2 separate regions of the Mus musculus genome follow, and region 2 is linked to region 1. A link is a contact called in public HiChIP or PLAC-seq data. All regions are on one chromosome and are shown on one strand. Each heading gives the region's core, a stretch centred on a gene start, on an enhancer-like site or on the middle of the called end of the contact. The rest is flanking DNA. Distances are from core to core; before and after follow the strand shown.

Region 1 (5,049 bases), core at 1,883-4,382:
TATGGACACAGCGGCTCTGGTGTCCATCCAGTGTTGGCCTGCCATGCTGAGTGGCATGGGCAGGAGCCTGGTCACAGTGATCGTCTGCTGCAGTTCCTGCGGCCTCCTTCCTCTGCTCTGCCGGCTGGCTGGAGCTCAGTGTTTGTTATTTGATTCCTATCCTCTCTTCTACCAGGTGTCTGGGCTGCTGGGAAGAAACACTCTCCTCTTTCCCACGCTCCCCAACACATTTTAATGAATTAGCTGGAAGCCCCGCCCCCCACTGCCCACTGGCCTCCCTCCCCTGCTCAGCGCCTTTAAGGTGGCTGCAGGCCTGGCCCAGCTTTGGCCAGCTGCCCTGTCTGTGCTGTCCTCCTATGGCCTCTCAGATTGCCTGGACTACCCCACCCAGATTTCCCCTGCAGATTCCAGAGCACTCTACATGCCACCCCTTCACAGCATTGCTTTCAGAGCTGCTGGCTCCTAAGCACCCACCTAAGCAAGAACGGGAGCTGGGCATCTGGAGGGAGGAGGATGCCCTTCCCACTGTCTCCTTCTAGGAATGAGCAGATGGTGGTCAGGATGCTCCTGGACCAGCATTCTTTGGATCAGGCAGGGAATAAAGGTCAGAGTCCAGCATCACAGCCAGAAGGGGGTCTCCTAGATCTCAAGCAAGCATCACAAACACCGGAGCTTAATACTAGGTCCCCTGAGACTCTCTGGGAGCCCCCTTCCCTCCCTCTCTTTGAAAGCGGGGAACAAATGTCCACCTTTTGGAAGTGTCCTCCAGCAAACACTTGGGTGGTGCTTACTAGGAACCAAATGCCCCACAGCCTTCCCCAAGCCCCTCCTTATCTGAGACAGGAAGGCATGGGTGTGGGCCAGAGCATAGCTGTGGTGAAGGAGCACGAGCCAGCCGGGAATCCTGTAACCATCACCTAAGAAGTTCTGTGGGTAGCTGGCCATCCAGCTCCGTCTCAGCTGCACAGTGGTGGTGGCAAGCCAGGCACATCTGTCTGTCCTTTGAGCCTGACACAGGGCAAAATGTCCTCAGGATAAGCTTTTACCACGATAGGACTGCCACACCAGCCATGCTATTCTGCAAGAACTAGCTGAGCCTTCCAGCTCTCACAGCCCCTGTGGTGGGGGCCTGGCGTTCCCACACTGAGCTCACACAGGGCCCCTTTGTCTGCCGCCTGCTGCGGATGTCAACAGGACTTTTCTCCCAGGCTCTGTTCTGGGCAAGCATCTCAGATGCCCTTCCTCAGGCCAGGCTGGAGCCCACCTAGGTAGGGGCCTATCCGGGGACCCATTCACCTTCAAGGAACATCACTGGGCTTGATGAAAGTAAGGCTCTGCTCACCCCCAGGTGTGGTCTCTGATTCCTGCCTGTCTAAAGCTTCCAAGCCCTATGCAAACGCATGAAACCATGGGCCAGCCAGGAATCAGATCCTGTCCTCTTATGCTCCCAGAACTCCCGTTTCTCCCTGCCCACTTTGTTTTGGGTTAGTGTTCTGTGACACAGCCTGCATTGGGGCATCAGTCAGAACCCCCAACTGCACCTCAGTCTACCTGCACGGTGGAGAGAACCATAAGGGTTCCTCTCAAGATCTTGGAACAGTAGCCAAGCAGTGGTAGCGCACGCCTTTAATCCCAGCACTTGGGAGGCAGAGGCAGGCGGACTTCTGAGTTCGAGGCCAGCCTGGTCTACAGAGTGAGTTCCAGGAAAGCCAGGGCTATACAGAGCAACCCTGTCTCGAAAAAAAAAAAAAAAAAACTCTCTGAACAATGAGGTATAAGGTGTGGCTAGGGGACCAAATAGGCAGAACCCAATAGACCAAGGATCCCAAGAAGACTAGAGAGCTTTCCAAGCTGAATACACATGAGATTCAGGTTCTCAGGTTAGCAGAAAAGGAGTGTGACCCTTAAACAAGTTGGCCCGACGGGCGGACATCTGGTGGTCACAGTGGTGGTGGGGGGGGGGTTGCCTACTTTCTCCATTCAATTTAGCTATGGTCCCTCCCCGTGAACATAGTAAGGTTGGGGACATGCCCCGGTGAATATGATACAGTTCTGAGTCTGGGGCAGGAACATCCACCAAAGGAGCGTCCCCAGATGGAGCCTGGCTGGGTGGGCTGCCCAGCTGAGGCTTACAGTTGCCTGCTTGGAATTCCCAGTTAGCTTCAGAAGAAATCAAGCCCTGACGTGCCCTGCCTCCTGCTCTGCAAGTCTTAAGATCATTCCTCCTTAATTTCCAGCAACCACAGCGAAGCTATAAGCCGTAAAACATAATGAGGAAATGTGGAGCCTTGCCTTCCCAGCCAGCGCCAGCACCTCCTGCCTCACTCACGGTCAGTTGTTAAGGGTGGTCAATAAAACGTGGGGCTTATGGCTTGGAAATGAGTCATTTCAGAACTCCCTCAAAGGGCAGTGCTGTTGGTCTCACGAGCCAGCCCTGTGTCTTATATGCTGACACTAAGTAAAGGAAACACATAAGGAGGAGTAGTGACAGACTGGCCACCGAGAAAGAGAGAGAGACAGAGAGAGAGGCAGAGAGAGAGAGATAGACAGAGAGAGACAGAGACAGAGGGGGGAGCGAGCGAGCGAGCGAGCCTGTGCCAGCCTGCCAAAGGAACCCCTACCTACACTGTGGGTAGCTTAGGGGCATGGAGCTCCCTCCATCAGTATGGAGGAGCCAAATGCAATTGCTGCTCAAGCTTCCCCGTAAATTACACTTGAGTAGAAAGGACCAGAGTGATGGAGGACTATACAACCGAGCAGTTCGTGAAATTGCCACCTGTGAACGCCAGGTCCAGGCCTGGGAGTGGCTGCGCAAGGAACTCGCAACTCCCGACATCTATGAAGGAAGAAGAAAACTGCCGAAGGAGCTTATACACCGGAGCAACCAGACCCAGGATCCCGCAGTGGTGCTGGAAAACCCCCGAGGCCTTCTGACCACCCTGGCCAGACCAGACTAGTGCTGGTCAGACCAGCGCCCTCTATCCTGGAGGGAGCTGCAGCACGACCCCGCCTCCGCCCCGCCCCCACGTGGGCACCACCCAATCGAAAGAGCCCTGGTGTGCGCGTCAAGAGCGTCTATTGTTATGCAAATATAAGAACCGTAAAAGACGGCGAGAAGCGGCGGGCGAATTAGAACTATTTTGCAAAGGGACGCGGGTGGAGTTCAGCTGGAGCGAAGCCTAACCTCGAAGGGACCACGACTGCGAGTGTCGCGGCCTCCGGCTGCCCCAGGTTCTGCGAACCAGCACCCAGCCCTGTCGCCCGCCCGCTTGGGCGCGGCTGGATGCAGCAGGGGTCCCGCGCCAGCGGCCCTCGGCCCCGAACGCCCGGAGTGCGCAGGGGCGGCGTGCGGGGCCCGAGGGCGCAGCGCCCTCCATGCGCCGAGGCGTACCTCGAGACACGCCCCGAGACAGCCCGGGGCCCGCACTGCAGCCGCCGCCCGCGCTAAGCCGGGGCGCGGCTCGCAGCCCTAGCTCTGCGGCAACATGAGCCAAGCCGAGCTGTCCACCTGCTCGGCGCCACAGACGCAGCGCATCTTCCAGGAAGCGGTGCGCAAGGGCAACACGCAGGAGCTGCAGTCGCTGCTGCAGAACATGACTAACTGCGAATTCAACGTGAACTCGTTCGGGCCGGAGGGCCAGACAGCACTACACCAGTCAGTCATCGACGGCAACCTGGAGCTGGTGAAGCTGTTGGTCAAGTTCGGAGCCGACATCCGCCTAGCTAACCGCGACGGCTGGAGCGCGCTACACATCGCCGCTTTCGGGGGCCACCAGGACATCGTGCTCTATCTCATCACCAAGGCCAAGTACGCGGCCAGCGGCCGGTGATAGCCACCCGGACTCCGGCCCCTGGCCCCCACCCGCGTCGTCTCTGCTGTACCTTCCCGCCAACTACCTCGGTGTGCGCCAGGTTTGCTGGTCCGCGTGGAAATCGGGCTAAGTCTCTACGTCCGCGGCCACGACCAAAGTAGCGCATCCGTGGACCCCAGGGTTCGGCTCTCCGCAAAAGAGCGCCTCCCCTTGGCAGTCCTCTGAGCCCCGCGGGGCCCCAGAGCCTTCCCACGGCCCCGACCGCCTAGAGGGTGGGGGCGGGGCGCAGGCTCCAGTCCGTTTTGAAATTTGAGTCTCACACCGGGAGACTTCGGAATCCCGAGATACCGGATCCTCCGCTTGAAATGTTTTCTCCGGAAGGTGAAAGGCGCGGGCGGACTCGCGCTCCAGCCGCCGCTCGTGAGACCCGGCCGCTCACAGTGCGGCGCCCGCCGCTGGCAGCCGCCAAACAACCATTACCGGGCTCCACCATCTGCGCGCCCTCGCACTTAGGAAGGGAAGGGGACGCTCCGGGTTCCTGATGTCCTCAACTATTTATCACGTGTGTGTATATTTGTGGGTGAAGTTTGTGCGCCTGAGTTTTTTGTTTGGAAATATTGTGCGTGGTTATGGGAGAAAGATGCATTTTTTTTCCTTTAAAACTAAAAACTTGAGTCTACCATTTTTTGGTTGCACTGAAAATACCGCCTAGCCCTATGGTTTTCCCATTGCTAGCCCCTCCCCCACCGAGTCCCTAATCTTCCACACCTCATTCCTCTTTTCCTCTCCCTGGATTCTGAGTTTAGAGAGCCTAGGATCTGTCTCCCTTTCCCCTCCCGTGAGAGGCCACCATTCCCCACACAGGCTGGTTTAGCAAAGTTCCAAAGGGCTCTTGAAGCCCGCGTGGCTGGGACGTGGGGATTCTGAGAGCATGGTACCCTTCCTAGTGACTTCTATTATAGTTAATAGTCGGTTGCACACTTTTTTAAAAAAGTAAATGAATTTGCCACGATTAAATGTCATAACATTTATGACAGAATATAAAATATTAACATATTTTAAGCCAAGTTTTAGGTGTATTTTTTTGAATCTTGGTTATGAACCCAATTTTAAAGGGCGTTGTATCCAGCGTTGTGAAGGCTGTTGTGTACCCATATTTATATTTTTATAAAATTCCTATAAAGACTGTGAATCTCTCATACTATTGCTGAATGAGTGGAAGGGCTGCTGTGCTCTT
Region 2 (5,049 bases), core at 1,720-4,219, 1.1 Mb after region 1:
ATTTAAGAGACCAGGGTAAAACTGAGTACAGTTCCTTACAGGTCTATCTGGCTCTATCCCCTCCCCTCTCTTTCCTGTCTGTCTTCCTGTCTCTCTTTCACAACAGTTTGGAATTCTTGGCACAGGGACAGGCTAGCCAGGTGCCCTTGTCCTCAGGTGTGGATTGACACCATAGACAACGGTCTTTAGGATGTTTATAGCCACCCCCACCCCCAAAGCCAGACAGAATCAGCTCTACTGGGAGAGGAGCCCTAGGAGGCATCAGGTAGAAGGCAGGGTCTAGACACCCATCACAGGGGTATTCTAATCCACTCCTGACCCAGGGTTATAGGTCCAGGGCAAGGTGAAGTTTAGGCCTGTGAAACTTTTGCCTTGTGTTCCCACACCCAGGGAGATGACCTGGAATGAGTCACTACTGCCACCTTGTGCATGCCACAGACCATCAAGTGACCACAGCAGGCACAAGTCGGTGACTGCAGGAAGTCACCTGGTAATGTGGTGTGAAGATGACTGGAGCTGACATGAACTCCTTGGCCCTCACTCACCTGACATGGGGCGGTGATGAAGTCACCTGTCTTCCACTCTTCCCCAGTATCAGTAACATAGCTAGGGGTTATTCCCACATGGAAAAGAATCTTCTTCTCTCAAATGTTCCATAGGGAGAAAACCACCATTCAGCTGCTGCAGAGACTTTATAGGTAGAGGATAACCAGGTCCTCGCTGTATACACGGGGGGCGGGAGGGGGGGGAGCTCCTTCGAAGGCTGAACCGAGTCTCTCTCTCTCTGCCCCTCCCTTCTCCCTCTCCCTCTCCTTCTGTGTGTGTGTCTGTGTGTTCATATGTGTGTGTGTGTGTGTGTGTGTGTGTGTGTGTGTGTTCAGAGCTAGCAGGAGGCCCACAGAGATGTGGGTTGATATCCCAAGGGTCCCTCTTCTTCTAGGCCCATCTTGCCCTTTCCCACAAGTGTCCCCAATGTTGGGCCTGCTTCTCCATGCCTACTCTTACTACATTCCACCTAAAGAGGCCTGTGATGGCAGAAGCTACCCTGGCTGTGTGGTAGAGTGTGTGCCAGGAGTGACTGTAGGGTTCCCCAGGATCAAATACAATTGTAATAGTCCTCTGATGCCAGAGGTACTCATTGTATGCCAGGAACCATAAGCACGACACAGGCCTCATCCTCATAGACCCTTTGTGGGTGACAGAACAGAAGCTTGGAGAAAGCAGTAGGGACAGAGATAGTTTTGAAGTTCGTGTCTTTTTTTTTTTTTTTTGGTTTTTCAAGACAGAGTTTCTCTGTATAGCCCTGGCTGTCCTGGAACTCACTTTGTAGACAAGGCTGGCCTTGAACTCAGAAATCTGCCTGCCTCTGCCTCCCAAGTGCTGGGATTAAAGGCGTGCACCACCATGCCCGGCAGTTCATGTCTTTCTAACACAGAAACTGAATCCTCAGACAGCTTGCTTCAGAGCTGACTCGCAACCTGTGGCCCTCTTCCTGACTCAAGGAAGAAGCAAATTTGTCCCCAGTAGAATGTTGTGGGCCTAACAACAGAACCCTGTAACATCACATATGGGGCTCATTGGTTTGGTCCTTGGCAAAGCTGGGGGCCCGCAGGGGCTTGTATTGCTGCAGTATGTCTCTAAGGGCCTCCTAAAACCAAGGCCTGGGAATCTAAGCCCAGTCTGACACCAAGTGGGTCATAGCAGCCTCCATGTGTATGTTGTATCCTTTGAAGGCAACCAGGAAGCGCCTGCATTCCAGAGCCAGGGTCTGCTAGGGACCAGGCCCGAGACTTCAGCAAACGTGGGTGGTGCCTGGCCAGCCATAACACACACTCTGCCTTAGCCAAGAGAGAGCAAGCCCTGGCTCCTGTGGTCTTAGGGGGAGGTGTGGGGACAGCAGCAAGCTTGCGCCTCGCCCCAGGCACAGATGGTTCTCATTGCTCGCTCCTGCTCCTTCCTAGGAAAACAAACTAGCTCAGGGCCAACAGCCCAGTTTTATCTTGTGTTTGTTTTTGTTGCCATTTTTCTCCGCCTGAAGCCACTGTACTGTGGGCTGCGTCTGCAGGGTCTGTCTGGGGTGACCTTGGCATGGTGTCCCTCTTCAGACCAGGGTCCAGGGGTGCAGAAAAACTGCCAAGGACACTGCCATAGTCTGCACCCTGACATGTTCCTGTTCCACTGAGGGTCACAGCTACGTTTTCAAGAAGATTTAGAGTGGCCTGGAGAGAAGAGCAGAGACCTGGGTGAGTCCCAATGGAACTGGCTGTCCAGATGGTGCCCTGTGGCTGGCTGGGGGTTGGCTGAGGTGAAGGCTCCAAGGCTACTCAAGTTGGATGAAGAAAGATCACTCCGAGGTTCAGATCCTCAGGGTCCTGGGAGAACTCAGAGGAGGGTAGGCAGATGAATGAGCAACGGCCAGCCTCCCACGTGGGCTCCTGGTGTTCTTCCAGTATGTTTTCCAAACGCTTGCATTTCACAGATGAAATTCAACATGAAATCTGGTGGTGAAAGCCCTAGGAAGGTAGAGACTTGCCTAGGGCTGGACAGCATCCTCCCACCCTGACTCCATCTAGGAAGACCTGTTTTCTCCTTAGCCCCAGGAGCATCTGCATGGCCTGTACCCCACAAGAGGTGACAGGAAAGGAACAGGATGTGTGTGTGACAGCAAACTCTCGTGTGTGTGTGTGTGTGTGTGTGTGTGTGTGTGTGTGTGTGTGTGTGTAAGAAAAAGCACTAAACTCCAGGCTTAGCAGGGCTTCCCCCCCAAAGAAAAGGAAACACAGCATTGTCCACACTAGAGCAGGACTCTCCTTGCACTGGACCTCAAAGACAGAGCCCCGCCCACCCCACGGTAGGCGGGACCGCCGCAGTGGTGGCCGGTGGGCGCCTGCCCCTCCCCACCCTCCCTCCGCCTGGCGGCGGTGACATCACAGCTCTGGCGGGAGGGGCGGCGGCACCCCAGCACATCACTTCCTCGGCGTCTCCCGCGGACGCGCGGACAGGCGGACGGACGCGCGGACAGGCGGGCAGATCGGCAGGCGGACGGCCGCAGAGCGGGGCGGTGCTCCTGCTCGGCGCGTCCCCGACTCATGGCGAGCCCGGCCCCGCCCGTGGCCGAGGAGCTCCCGGGCCCGGCCTCCAGGCGCCTCTACTCCAGGTAGTTCAAGGACCGGGATGGGAACGGGGACCTGAGCGGCAGACGCGGGCGGGAGGCTGCCGGCCCAGAACAAAGGCTGCTGCGGCGACGCGCAACGTGGCCGGGGACGCGCCTCCCTGGATCTGCGTAGGGAGCGGTGGGGGCGCGGGGCCCAGGGCCCAAAGATCAGTTTCGCGGTAGAGGGGTTGGGACTGGGTTCTGCCTGCAACCCTGTCCTGATGCCAAAAGGGCTTACGGGGCGGGCACTCCACCACCCGGCTCTGCGGGACCCTGAGTAGCATGGATGCCAGTCTTCGTTATCTGGAGTTCTCTTCTCAAGCCTGACACTGCCGTGACCCGGTGTTGGTGTAGCATGGCCACGACCCAGGCTGTCATGATGGGGCCCTGCCTTCACTAGCTATCCCCAGCCCTAGGCCAGAAGGAGCTGGGCCTGAGCCAGGCAAGTGGGTGTGTGCTTCCCTACAAAGGCATTTGCCTTCCAGGCAGGTTCACAGGTGATCGAGCGGTCTGTGCTGTGTGCCCGCCCACTGGGAATGACAGGATAGTCCTGCCCCTGGCTCCATGCCTCCCTGGTGACTCCCTTTTGATGGATGAGGGTGTTCTCCGGTGAGATGCTGATCCCAGAAGTGGACCAGAGCTGTCAGTTCACTCTGGCTTCAGGTTGAGCTGGACCGGCCTGAGTTCTGGGCAGGGGCTGTCATCAGACCTAAAGGAAGGCCCAGCATCCTTCAGTTAGCTTCTGGCCCCCACCTCGTCTAGCCCTTCCCCATATCTGGGGTCTCCCTGTTAGGGGTCAACCCTGAAGAAATCTACTCAAGTGGGGTGGTTCATCAGCTAGCCAAGCTCTGCCTAGTACCCCCAAAGAGCAAAATGAGGGCTTGGTGCCTGGCGAACAGATCCTTGCCGTCCCGTTCTAATACAGTGTTCTAATGCTGCAGCTCAGAGACAGTGTCCCCATTGTGTGGTGTTGAAGATCATGCCTGAGCCCCACACCCTCCTCCAAGTTCTAGTGCAAGGGTAAGAGGTTTGCTAGCAGCTTCTTGGAGTCCCCTGGGAGCAGAGGCTCTGTGGGGTCACATTTAACTCAGGGCCAGCCACCCCTGTGAGAAGGAGGTGTCTACTAGGCAGACTGCAACGTGTGTGTGCATGTGCGTGTGCGTGTGTGTATGTATGTGTGTGCGAGTGCTCGCATGTAAGAGAGGGAGGTGGACATTCAGAGCACAGGTCTCAAAGCTGTGTCAGTTGCTCCCAGTTCCCCCTTGAGGTGACTCACTAGGTAGAACCCTAGCCCCTGTGTAGCTCTCACTGGTTAGGAACAGTATTCAGGATACTGGTTGAGGCCCTGTGCTCAGCTTGGCATCCCTCCAAGCTGAAACCCAAGCTGAGCTCAGAGGGTTGAGCTGGGACCAGATTTAAGCTGTGCAGCCAAGAGCCTTCCCACTGAGCCTTCCAGGAGGCCCGTGAGCTGTTTGGCCTCCACCTGTTGTGTCACAGCCAGGCTTCCCTGGGCTGATATGGGATGTCTTGGTGGGAGACACTCTCTGAATCATCCACTGTCCCACGAGCATCCCCATTCTTACTGGTATCTGACTGAGAGGGTTTGATACTTATAAAATGGGGCTGAAGAGCTGAGAAGAGCCACAGATAATGTCCCTGAATGGCCAGCTCCTCATGGAGTGTAGCGAGGGGCTGGCTCAGGGAGGCAGGAACACTGAGAGGGGTGGGGCAGAATGGAGAGGGTCTCTGTTGAGAATCTCTGGTACACTGGCACTGAGGCCAGAACAGGGGGTTGGGCTAGAGGGTCCCAGAGACAAGTAGCCAGGAAGTCCTTATATGTCCTCTTCTGGACTCCCAGCCCCACGAGGAAGAGGCTAAGGCTTGAGTGAAGCTGG

What was found. HiChIP or PLAC-seq counts read pairs in DNA pulled down with a chosen protein or histone mark.
Region 2: a contact with region 1 is called in a FOXA1 HiChIP or PLAC-seq map of pancreatic cancer cells. The contact joins the promoter of Gpsm1 here to the promoter of Nrarp in region 1. A contact is called at or near these places in 2 of 39 promoter capture datasets (liver and neutrophils) and 1 of 115 datasets of contacts at active chromatin or transcription factors (pancreatic cancer cells).

Annotation. Positions count from the first base shown.
Region 1 is chr2:25,177,626-25,182,674 of GRCm38.p6, forward strand. Nrarp (Notch-regulated ankyrin repeat protein) reads left to right here and starts at 3,133. Exons shown (of 1, transcript NM_025980.2): 1 at 3,133-5,049. The coding sequence starts at 3,486. The coding sequence ends at 3,830.
Region 2 is chr2:26,312,564-26,317,612 of GRCm38.p6, forward strand. Gpsm1 (G-protein signalling modulator 1 (AGS3-like, C. elegans)) reads left to right here and starts at 2,970. Exons shown (of 14, transcript NM_153410.5): 1 at 2,970-3,157. The coding sequence starts at 3,090. Gm52505 (a long non-coding RNA gene) reads right to left here. Exons shown (of 2, transcript XR_003953775.1): 2 at 2,786-3,863.